4 separate regions of the Sus scrofa genome follow, and regions 2, 3 and 4 are each linked to region 1. A link is a contact called in public Hi-C and targeted proximity ligation data. All regions are on one chromosome and are shown on one strand. The core of a region is the stretch at or near the end of the contact, and the rest is flanking DNA. Distances in the headings are between cores, read along the strand shown. Region 1 holds the start of CTHRC1 (collagen triple helix repeat-containing protein 1). Region 2 overlaps BAALC (brain and acute leukemia, cytoplasmic). Region 3 has its middle 36 kb from the start of BAALC. Region 4 overlaps BAALC (brain and acute leukemia, cytoplasmic).

What was found. A called contact is a pair of places that touch in the nucleus more often than the background predicts.
Region 2: a contact with region 1 is called in a Hi-C map of skeletal muscle, with 6 times the contacts expected there. A contact is called at or near these places in 4 of 47 Hi-C or Micro-C datasets (embryonic fibroblasts, liver and skeletal muscle) and 1 of 2 datasets of targeted methods (skeletal muscle).
Region 3: a contact with region 1 is called in a targeted proximity ligation map of skeletal muscle, with 5 times the contacts expected there. A contact is called at or near these places in 19 of 47 Hi-C or Micro-C datasets (alveolar macrophages, embryonic fibroblasts, epiblast stem cells and 11 more) and 1 of 2 datasets of targeted methods (skeletal muscle).
Region 4: a contact with region 1 is called in a targeted proximity ligation map of skeletal muscle. A contact is called at or near these places in 11 of 47 Hi-C or Micro-C datasets (alveolar macrophages, embryonic fibroblasts, liver and 5 more) and 1 of 2 datasets of targeted methods (skeletal muscle).

The regions. Positions count from the first base shown.
Region 1 is chr4:33,770,237-33,773,119 of Sscrofa11.1, reverse strand. It overlaps CTHRC1 (collagen triple helix repeat-containing protein 1), which reads left to right and starts at 1,495. Exons shown (of 4, transcript XM_003125535.5): 1 at 1,495-1,806. The coding sequence starts at 1,654.
Region 2 is chr4:33,903,289-33,906,261 of Sscrofa11.1, reverse strand. All of the region lies in intron 2 of BAALC (brain and acute leukemia, cytoplasmic), which reads left to right. Among named protein-coding and RNA genes, the nearest start is that of FZD6, 60 kb to the right of the region's middle.
Region 3 is chr4:34,018,328-34,021,198 of Sscrofa11.1, reverse strand. No RefSeq gene overlaps it. Among named protein-coding and RNA genes, the nearest start is that of BAALC, 36 kb to the right of the region's middle.
Region 4 is chr4:33,923,106-33,925,974 of Sscrofa11.1, reverse strand. The region is part of intron 1 of BAALC (brain and acute leukemia, cytoplasmic); the gene reads left to right. Among named protein-coding and RNA genes, the nearest start is that of BAALC, 59 kb to the left of the region's middle.

The DNA.
Region 1 (2,883 bases), core at 246-2,745:
GGGCATGAGCTGAGACCTTGTTCAGCTTAACACAGAGCAGGTTTCAGGGCTGAGCAACTTGTGTGGCTGCACTTGGAAGGGTCCCAAGCTTGGTGTGCTACTCTGTTAACTCTGTCTTGAAATTCTTAATTTTTTAACAAAGGACCCTGCATTTTTATTTTGCACTGAGTGCCACATATTACGCAGCCAGTCCTGGCTTTAGAACCCTTTTGGATAGTTAGTTGCTTCTTCTGACAAACAGGAGTGGCATTTACCTGTACATAGGGACTGGCCCAGCAATGAACATTCCTAGAACTGCCCTGAACTGCTCCCCTTCCAAACTGTTCTTTCTCTTTATTTTTTACTTTTTTAATTTATTTTTTGGTCTTTTTGCCATTTCTGGGGCCACTCCTGCAGCATATGGAGGTTCCCAGGCTTGGGGTCTAATTGGAGCTATTGCTGTCGGCCTACGCCAGAGCCACAGCAACGCAGGATCCGAGCCGTGTCTGCAGCCTACACCACAGCTCATGGCAACACCAGATCCTTAGTCCACTGAGCAAGGCCAGGGATGGAACTCGCAACCTCATGGATCCTAGTCCGATTCATTAACCACTGCACCACTACGGGAACTCCGTGTTTCTTCTCTTTAACATCCATTTGTTGAGCCCAGTATAATTTTCCAGAATCTGGCTAGGCCAGAAAGAGAAAGTGCTGAGTTGAATTTGACTTCAGCAGCAGTGCTATTCTGTCAGCAACCTCCATGTTGCTACAGGTGTGGCAAGACTTCTGTCCTGCCTGATTTCAGCCCATGGTGTATAAAGAAGCTCCAGCTTGACCCTAGCTGGTGGGTTGCCTGGGTCCCTGTGGATACTTTCTTCCAGAATAGATAGAGGAGGACAGAGGGAGTTAGAAAAAGATAATTAGCAGGCAGAGATCAAGAGCGATTGCTCAAAAGTGGTCTTCTACCACTCACTGTTGCTTAACCTCCCTGAACCTCAGTTTCCCCGTCTGTGAATGGGGCCAGCAGAGGAGGCATCAGCTCCCACAGGATTGTCAAGAGGACAGAGAGGATGTGTAAAGGCCTGCATGGTTCCTGGAGCTTACTAAGTGTTGACACTTGTTACGAAGGATAGGTTCTTAATTATTTGGAGCATGGCCCCCTGGAAGAATATGGTATCTATGGGTCCGTCCCACCCCACCTAATTCCCCCACCGGTGCCAGGGATCTGACTCAGGTATTCTTGGACCCAGGTGAAGGCACGTGCCTCTACAAAGTTCATTTAGGCGGTGCGGTCTCCACTCCGGCCTCCTCGAAGCCTCTACCTGTGGTTCGCTGAGCCCGGGCTCCGCAGGCGGCCCATCCACGAGGTAGGCGCTGCCCGCGAGGGTCCCGACGAGCTGAGCTGCCCAGGGAGGGGGCGGGCCCGGCCGTCGGCCCGCCCCACGTCGGGCTCCGGGTGGGGGCTCCGACCTATTACGGGATGGAAACTCCGGTGTCGGGGGTGTGGGGGGGGCGGGAGGGAGATGGAGAGGGAGGGAAGCAGGCGAGTGAAAGGCTCATTGATGCAGCCGGCGGCGGCCTCGGAGTGCGGCGGGGCCAGACTGTGATCACGTCCCGGCTCCCTGGTCTCCTCCTCCGCCTCTCTGCTCCGCGCGTCCGGGGCCGCCGCGCGCCATGCGCCCCCAGGGCCCCGCCGCCGCCTGCCCGCAGAGGCTCCTAGGCCTCCTGCTGCTCCTGCTGCTGCAGCCGCAGGCGCCGTCGAGCGCCTCCGAGACCCCCAAGGGGAAGCAAAAGGCGCTGCTCCGGCAGAGGGAGGTGGTGGACGTGGTGAGTCCGGTGGAGGGGCAGAGCCGCGGAATGGGGATGGGCAGGGGGCTGTCTGCACTGCTGGGTGTTTTGCTTGCGGTGCGGGGTGGGGGTTCCGCTTTGTCTGCGTTTGCGTGTAAGGGAGGACCCAAGCAATGAGGGTAGTGGAATCCTGGAACTCTCATGGGGGGACCGAGATGAGCGGGCCATAGTGGTCGGGAGTCGCGCCGTGGGTCGGGTGGGACGCCTTGAAGTAAGAGATAATTTTTGGCCCGATAATTTCTGGCCTCTGAGACCACCGCATCCCCGACCCGGGAGGAAGAAGAGGGTTAAGGCGACCGTGGGAGTAGAATCAGGAGCTTGGGTTGGTTAGAACGTGGGCCAGGAAGCTGCCTGGGAGACCCTGGACCCGCTGATCCCCTGGGTGAGCCTGAACCAGGGACGTGCAACGTGTCCTTTGTTGGGGCTGGTGGCCACGTCTGCCAGCAGGAGAGAATAACAACCCTCACTCAGCATCCGTCCAACTCTTTGTAACTTGACGACAGTGAGTCATGTTGGGTCATCTTCCTAGGGAGCATAAGCTGCAATTTACTTTGTTGGACGCCCGCAGCTGGGCCAGGAACGGTTCAGCGGGTCAAATGAAGGGGCCCAGCACTAACCCTCCAAGGACTCATTTCATTGTTCTGTTTAGCCTGACGGGCAGTCGGTCCTCCCAGACACCCCATTTCTTCAGCCTGTGGCCACCAGGCAGAAACATCACAGCCAAACTAAAAGAGAAGCAAATAAATAACCCAAGTGCTTTTTGAGAGCCACCTCTATGGGAGGGTATATTTGTTTAAAGCTCTTCTCCTTCTAAAAGTCAACAAGCCCAGTGAAGGGCAGAGCAGTTCTCTGTTTGGTAGTAGAGGTGATCCTTTCAGAACTGCCATATTCCTTTGGCATATAACAAACTTCAATCCTTATTCCCACCTTATTTGCAGACAAATACAAGTTATGGGCATATATAAGAGGGGGCATATTTTGATTTAAAAAAAACTGTATCAAATTTGTTAAGCTGCCATTGTAAACTGAGCTAATAAACCAAGATTCCTGGCAGCT
Region 2 (2,973 bases), core at 357-2,856, 130 kb before region 1:
AAAAGCCACAGCTCTGGGAGGTATATTCTCATGGGTGTGGCAGAAACCCAAGAGTGCAAAGCCAAACTACTCAAGCATATTTCCTGTCTCTGCTCACATCCTACCATCTAACCTCCTCTTAGCCAAATTCACATGGACAAGCCCAGCATCAACAGGACAAGGAAATGCCCTCTGTCCCCAGTGGAGAGACAGCAAAGGATTAGGGACAGCCTACCACATATAATGTACACCTAGAAAAATGTACAAATCAGTCATAAGTGCAATGAATTTTAATAAAGTGACACACCCATGTAACATCTTCCATGAGGAGACACAGGACAGTGTCAATACTCCAAAAATCCCCCTTGTGCCCCTCACTGCAGTGACTGGGATGTGCCAGTCACTGTCCACCCCCCACAACATAACCAGTCTTCTGACATCTAGCATTAGCGACCAGTGTATTTTATTTTTGACCTTGATAAATGGAATCATGCCGTGTGCACTCTTTCGTGTCTGGCGTCTTTTGTTCAACATTATGCTGGTGAGAATCAGCCATGATGTTGTGGGTTGCAAAAATTTTCTCATTCGCATCGTTATGTGTATTCCACTAAATGAATACACCGCAATGCAACCATTCGCCTTGAAGGACATTTGGGTTGTTTCCAGTTCAGGGCTGTTCTGAACAGCATAGCTGTGGCCATTCTTGTGACTGTCCTTTGGTGGACATTCACTTCTCAGGGGTGTGTACCCAGGAGTAGAATTCCTGCCGCACAGGATGGGGATATGTTTGACTTTAATAGTTACTGCCAAAGTGGTTACACGACTTTACACACTAACCAGCAGCAGATGGTTCCAGTTATGGACCGTAGGAATGTAAGGCCAGTAAATTGTGCTCAGTCCTGTCTTTCTTAGGCCCTTAGGTGTGGTGTAGGCTGCTAAGCACTCGTTGTATTAACTCATCTAATCCTCATAATGACTCTGCGATATTAGGATTGTTGTCTGCAGTTCACGGATGAGATGGGAGACTCAGAGGTGGCTCAGGAAAGCCCTCCCACAGCACCCATGAACATACCTGGGGGCTTGTGTGGTAGTCTTAAAAGGGAGCCAGAGGAGCTGGCCCCTCTAGAGCTTTAGCCACAGTAGAAACCGAGCTGCAAGGGAGTGAGAAGCACACACACCTGACCAACACAGCACGGGGGCGGGGGGGGGGGGCCCGCAGATGGCACACACTGATAAGCCAACGTCACAGCTTTTGTTTTCACAATTCAATGAACAATGCTGTGTTGCAAGTATTTCCAAAATAAGATCAGGGAGCAGATAGCTTCAGTTGTACGATTTGAGATCATTGCTGAAATGCATCAGTGGACTTGCTGGGACCTCACCAGCCACTGGGCGCCCTGACTTCCTCAAAAGCAAAGGTTTGCTGCCTAAGGGATCCGCTGGTCTACCTCTGGTTATAGTTTCTGTCAGCAGAGCCATCTCGTACCAACTTGGGGCTCGGCTGCCAAGAATCTGCCCCAAGAAAAGAATTTTCTTCCTGTTCTCTCCAGGGCTTTCTATATACTGTCTCTTCCCAGCTTGTCTCATATCCAGGCTAATGCTTCCTGTGTTTTCTGTGTCTGACGCAGGCAGTATCCACTCTTCCTTAGCTCCTCCAAAATGACCTGTTAATACTTCACAGCATTGCCTGGACATCATCAGGCCACTGTTTGACAGTTCCTTGGCACTTTTGTAATTTTTTTTAAGCCTTCCTTCTCTAGAAGAACCTTTTCATGAAGCGTGCATCTTCATGCACATGTCTACACAGTGTTCCCATTTAGATTGCAAAGCGAATTTGTTGAAGGCCATCCTTTCTGGGCCTGGAAATTTTCCTCATCAGTTCCTGTAAGCACTCTTTGGATTCATTCATCTATGTTTGTCAACTGAGCGCCATCTGGCACTGTTCTAAGGCCAAGGATCCACGAGTAGGACGGGCACACATGCCCTTTGCTCTGAAGCAGCTGCCAGTTTTAGTGGTGCTGAGTGTGGGGAAGTCAGATACTACAGAATAAATGAACAAAGTCTTATAGATTTGAAATGGTGCTGTGATGGAAATAAAAGGCCACTTGTGGGGGTAACAACCAGTGGACTTAACATAGATGTGAAAAAAAATAAAATAAAAGGGAGTTCCTGTTGTGGCTCAGGGAGTTGAGAACCTGACTAGCATCCATGAGGATGGGGGTATAATCCCTGGCCTTGCTTAGTGACTTAAGGATCCGTCGTTGCCGTGAGCTGTGGTGTAGGTTGCAGATGCGGCTCGGGTCCTGCATGGTTGTGGCTGTGGCTGTGGTGTAGACTGGCAGCTACAGCTCCAGTTCAACCCCTAGCCTGGGAACTTCCATATGCTGCAGGAGCAGCCATTAAAAAAAAAAAACAAAAATAAAAATAAAATTAAAAAAGCAACATAGATGTGATCCCACAGATCGCTTTCTAAGGGCCAAGAGGGGCAACTGATGTCGCTAATGGCTATGAGCGACAGCAGCTTGTGTTCAGAGCCCTTCCCCACTCCGGGTCCCACCAAACAAACCACATCCTCCCTCTTTCAGTTCCTTCTGGCCTCGGTCTCATGCCTGGTGTTCATAGGTGCTAACCGGCAGAAAAAATGATCTTTCACAAGTTGCAACTGTCTCAGTGGGGCGCTCTCTCCCTTTCTCTGTTAAACATTGATTCGCTCCAGTCACTCGGGACCTTTTTGGCTGCACAGCCTCTGATAAATCACTGACTGTCTCCTCCCCACCCTCTCCTTCCCTGAGCTCAACAAACAGCTCAAGCGGATTCTCTCCTGCTAATTATTTGCTCAGGAATTCTGGGCCACCTCCAGATGTTTACTCTCTGACCTGAATGTGCCACCTCTTCAGAACGTGCCATCTCTTCAGGCTTAGAAGTCTTGTTTTTCTCCTCCAGAGCTGCCTCCTCAAGAACCCAGCTCAGGCACAAAAGTGGATGTGGATGTAG
Region 3 (2,871 bases), core at 334-2,833, 250 kb before region 1:
AGGTGATGCTGACGGATGGGTTCCACGTGCTGCTGCTGCTGCTGCTGCAGAGCCCGCACTTGGACACTGGCATTGCTGGGTTTTCAGACTCTTCCTGGGAGCCCTCCTTAAGGTCATTCACTGTGTCTCATGGATTCTGAAATCCTGTCTCTCATTTCCACATCTCTTCCGTCTGGCAAGTAGATGTCCTTTGAACTTGTCTTCAGCATTTTTTGGAAGGGGCACTTTTTTTTTTTTTTTTTTTTTGCCTTTTCTAGGGCCGCACCTGCAGCACATGGAAGTTCCCAGGCTAGGGGTCCAATCGGAGCTGTAGCTGCTGCTCTACACCACAGCTCACAGCAACGCCAGATCCTTAACCCACTGAGCAAGGCCAGGGATTGAACCCGCAACCTCATGGTTCCTAGTCAGATTCATTAATCACTGCGCCACGACGGGAACTCCTGGAAGGGGCACTTTTAGTATTTAGGATGTGGCAGTTCTCTCTTGAATAGACAGTCCTGTGCCTTGAAGGAAGTTTGGTCCCCCTGCCAGCCACTGGAACAACCAAAACAACACCCCACCAATACCTCCAAATGCCCCCGGGCTGTGATACTGTCCCTGTGAGAAGCCTTAGATTCCGCCCATTCTCTATCCCCTGGATCCTGGCACACACCTGGTCAATCAAGCAGAGTCCTCCCCTCTGCCTCAGCCTTCCTCGCTTTGAATTGGTCATCAGTTTTCATCCATTATTTCTAAAATAGCTCTTAATTCTCTTTCCTCCTTTGTATTATACATTGTATTATTAAAAGCACAGGTTTTGAAGCCTGGCCCCTTGCAAAAGTTCACATTAAAATCTCGGGCCATTTAATAGCTGTGTGACCTTAGGCAAGCTAACAAACCTCTCTGAGTCTCCGTTTCTCTGTAAAGGAAGGTAAGCACTCCTTTGCAGGGTTATTGGGAAGGTTAGCAGTGAGAAACACGGCGCTCTCTTCTCTGACAGATGGCTCACTCAGTACCTAATAGCTCTTTCCATGGGCCTGAGAATTTCTACCGCAGATCGCTGAGGCTGCCCTTCCCTGTCTCTAGTTCCAGGGCCTTAACTCCGGCTTGTACTGCTGTGGAGTAGCTGCTCAAAGGCAGGTTTTAAATGCAGAGGTCACTCTGCTTGGGCATCCTCATGCATCTCCATCGCGTACACAGTTGACCTGAACTTCTTAGTGGGACCTACAGAGCTCTTTGGAAATACAATTCCAACCCAGTGTTCCAGCCTTACTCCCGTCTGTCAGTCGGCTCCCTCCGCTCACCTGCCTCCCCTCAACAGGCAGGTGCGTGCACACAACACACCTCCTGTCTGTTTCTCAGTGAGTCACTGTCCCCACCCCCTCCCCATTTCCCACTTTCCTGGGCCTGAAACCCCCTCCTTCTGGGCCAGCTCATGTCCTTTCCCCCTCCCTGTGGAGTCTCCTCTCTCTCTGCCAAGGAGCACAGGCCCTGGGGTGACACACCCTTGGCTGCATCTCAAATCAGCCACTCCAGGCACCTGCCTCTCTGGTCACTGAGATCCCATCATGAAGGCACCTTAGTCCAACTCCCAGCAGGGGCCAGGCTGGCAGAGAACCCCTGGGGCCTTCCCCCCTCCCTCAGGCCTTTCCCCTTTGAGAGTCACTGGCCAGGGCCATGCCATCTTATGTGTTTTCTGTCACTGCCAGAACCAGTTACCACACACTCAGTGGCTGGGACAGCACAGGCGTATCATCTTAGAGTTCAGTAGGTCAGGATCTCGCCCAGGTCACACCAGCAAAATCCAGGTGTCGGCAGGGCTGCTTTCCTTCCTGGAGGCTTTACGGGATGACCCGCTTCCTTGCTTCCTTGTTTGTGTTGTTGGCAGAATTCCATTCTGTGAGGTTGTGAGACTCAGGTCCCATTTCCTTACTGGCCATTGGCTGGGGGCCACCCTTGGCAACTCGCGGGCTCTCTCGTCCTTGCATGTGACTCCTTAGAGCACAGAACCAGCAGTGGAGCCTCAAATTCTTCTCACCCTGCAGCTCTGGTCACATTCTTCTCACCCTGCAGCTCTGGTCCACCGTCTGCCTCTGTCTTCCATTCTGCAAGGACCCTGTGACTCCATCAGGCCCACCTGGGTAATCCAGGATACTCTTTCCATCTTGAGGTTCCATAACCATTTTTTTTTAAATGGTTTTTGGTTTTTTCCATTATAGCTGGTTTACAGTGTTCTGTCAATTTTCTACTGCACAGCAAGGTGACCCAGTCACACATACATGTATATATTCCTTTGTCTCACATTATCATGCTCCACCACAAGTGACTAGATATAGTTCCCAGAGCTACACAGCAGGATCTCATTGCTAATCCTTTCCAAAGGCCATAGTTTTAATCTATTATCCCCAAATTCCCACTCTGTCCCACTCCCACCTCCTCCCCCTTGGCAACCACAAGTCTGTTCTCCAAGTCTATGATCTTTTCTGTGGAAAGGTTCCTTTGTGCCACATATTAGATTCCAGATATAAGTGATGCCATATGGCATTTGTCTTTCTCTTTACAACTTCACTTAGTAAGAGAGTCTCTAGTTCCATCCATGTTCTGCAAATGGCTTTATTTTGGGGTTTTTTTTATGGCTGAGTAAGTATTCCATTGTGTATACATACCACATCTTAATCCATTCATCTGTCAATAGACATTCATCTTGGCTGCTGTGAATAGCGCTGTAACAAACATTCAGGTACTTGTGTATTTTTTTAAGGAAAGTTTTGTTTGGATATATGTCAAGAGTGGGATTGCTGGGTCTTATGGTAGTTCTAGAGGTTCCATAACTTAATCGTGCCTGTAAAGTCTTGTTTGCCAGGTAAAGTCACATGTTCCAAGGTTCCAGGG
Region 4 (2,869 bases), core at 90-2,589, 150 kb before region 1:
GTTTGCACCCTTTTACCAACTTCTCCGTATTTTCCCCACCCTCAGTCCCTGGCATCACTTTTCTGCTCTCTTTCCATGAGCGTAACTTGTTAAGGTCCCACATAGAAGTGACACCATGCAGTGTTTGTCTCTGGCCTCTTTCGCTGAGCATAGAGCCCTCCAGGTTCATCCATTTTCACAAATGGCAGGATTTGGGAAGGAGTTTACTTTTGATGCATAACAAAACCTCTTTTTTTTGGGTCTTTTCTAGGCCCACACCCGCAGCATATGGAGGTTCCCAGGCCAGGGGTCCAATCGGAGCTGTAGCCTCTGGCCTACACCACAGCCACAGCAACTTGGGATCCGAACCGCATCTGCGACCTATACCACAGCTCATGGCAATGCCAGATCCTTAACCCACTGAGCAAGGCCAGGGGTCAAACCTGCAACCTCATGGTTCCTAGTCAGATTCGTTAACCACCGTGCCACGATATGAACTCCATAACAAAACCTCTTTAAAATTCTCTGTCTCAAACTTTTTTATAAACCAGGCAGTGGCTCCCTCCTCCCTAAATCTCTCTCCTTCCTCTTTCTGTTCCTGACACTACTTTTCTGCTCCCTGCTCCTTCGCCACCTAAAGCCTAACAAATAAGTCAGCCTAATGTCCTTCTGTCCTTTGCTTTCTCTTCCACCAGTTAACTAGCTGGATTCCTCAACTCAGAAGCAAGTCATGAGGTCATTCTAGGTACCAGAATCCTCTCTGCCTTTAAAAGATTGGGCAAGTGGAGAGAGGTGAATTTAAGTGACCATGCTTTTTCTCCTGGAACTATTAAACCTTAGTGCTAATCATATGTAAAAAATACTCTTCCCCTGGTTAAGGAATTTCAAGCATCAGTGGAAAAGACGGAGCACTTTGGAGGCTGGGACTTCTTTGCACAAAGTTGGCCCTGCAGACCTTCTAGCCTGGAATCAAAGGCCCAGAGTCTGGCCCTTGGCAACTTCCCAAGGCCCCACTATCAGTGCTCCCCTCCCCAGCAGCAGTGCAGCCATCTGTAGAGAGAGGAAAGGAAAGCCCAGTGTGACTCACCTCTCGCCTGTACTGTCGCCAGCCCCCATGCAGCATTGCCTGGCCCTGTCACCAGCCCTTCCTGTAGCTGGGTCCAGGGTGACCTTACTGAGCAGAAGTTGTTAGACAACTGCTTTTGCCGGAGGGCTGTGGCCGTCCTGATGAGGGAAAGCCATCCCTCGTTCCTGTAGCATGAGCCCCCAAATGGAATCTGGGGGGACCTACAGTACCGCCTTTGCGTTTGCACTCGGTCCCAAATCTTGGAGAGACATCCACCTTGATGGGGGCGGGGGCTGGGAGTCACAGTAACCCTCTGTGTGCAGCGAGTGGCCAGCAGCGTTGACAGGTCTCTCCCGGGAGCTGATCATGCTGTTTGCGTGAGCTCTTTCGTTCGTCCTGGTGCCTCCACAGGCAAGGGAACAGCTGGCACGCTGCATGTTTGCACTTGCTTCTTTGGGGATCTCAGCTGTTACGTCAAGGGAGTGACAATCTACACTGAATGCGCAGAGGTTTGTGTGACAGCTTCTTCCTGAGTGATGATGCTAGTTCTGGCAGCCTGCTCAGTGGTCCCTGCCAACATTTCTTTCTTTCTTTTTTTTTTTTTTGGTGGTGTGTGTGTGTCTTTTTGCCATTTCTTGGGCTGCTCCTGCAGCATATGGAGTTTCCCAGGCTAGGGGTTGAATCAGAGATGCAGCTGCCAGCCTATGCCAGAGCCACAGCAACGCAGGATCCGAGCCACGTCTGCAGCCTACACCACAGCTCTTGGCAAAGCCAGATCCTTAACCCACTGAGCAAGGGCAAGGATCAAACCCGCAACCTCATGGTTCCTAGTCGGATTCGCCAACCACTGAGCCACGATGGGAACTCCTGCCAACATTTCTTGAACGCCTAATACATGCTAGACCTGGTGATGAACAAGACAGGCTTGGTCCATGGCTCCATGGAGCCACCAGACTCATGGGGCAGACAGGCCTGGAACCAAAACTCCCAACAACCACGAGTGTTCCAGAGAAGTATGAGGTTCTGTGGGAGGGAAACAGGAACCCTACCTAGTGTGAGGAGGGGTCTGGGAAGGACCCCGGAGGGAGGGAGTGATGTTAGGGTGACACAAAGAATCCGCCAGGCCATGGCAAGAGCGTCATGAATAGAAGGGACCACATGTCCAGGCAGGGAGGTGCCTCTGACATCCACCAAGGCAGGAGCTTAGAGAACAGCAGGGAGAGGGTGAGCCCATGACCCCTGCTGAGAAGGCACACTCACCAAGAGCTTTACAGATGAGAAGGGATTGGGGACTTTATCCTGAAGGCATGGAGACATCCATGAAGGGCTGGGCTGGGATCAGATTCCTAAGTTCTGGAAGATTGCATCCACAGCCACCATCCCTTCTCTGGGTTGGCAGCCTCTCAGTCCCTTGATGCCAGAAACACCCTGGCTTTGTGAGCTTTCCTGGAAGAATTTTCCATCCCCAAGCAGGTAGTCATGATACCATCTGGGGTAGAGATTGTCCGAGGCCAACTGGCTGCACCCCAGACATGGGAGATGCTGTGTGTTGAAAACGAGGCTGGCAGTGTTTTCCAAGTGTTAGACTCTTCAGTGGGAAACCCGGGGGCTTGAGCACCTGGCAGGAGGACAATTTCAGGGATCCGATGGGTAGAAAATGCACCGGGGTAGTATAATTGAATCTACATGTCTCCTCAGTGCCTGTGTTTCAGTGAGACCTACTTTGAGTCTGTTGGCAAGTTGCTTGGATTCTAAAGACCTGCTCCACCCTAGAGGGTAAGACCTCTGAGCTGTGCATTATCTGTAAAACAACAAACAAAAAGC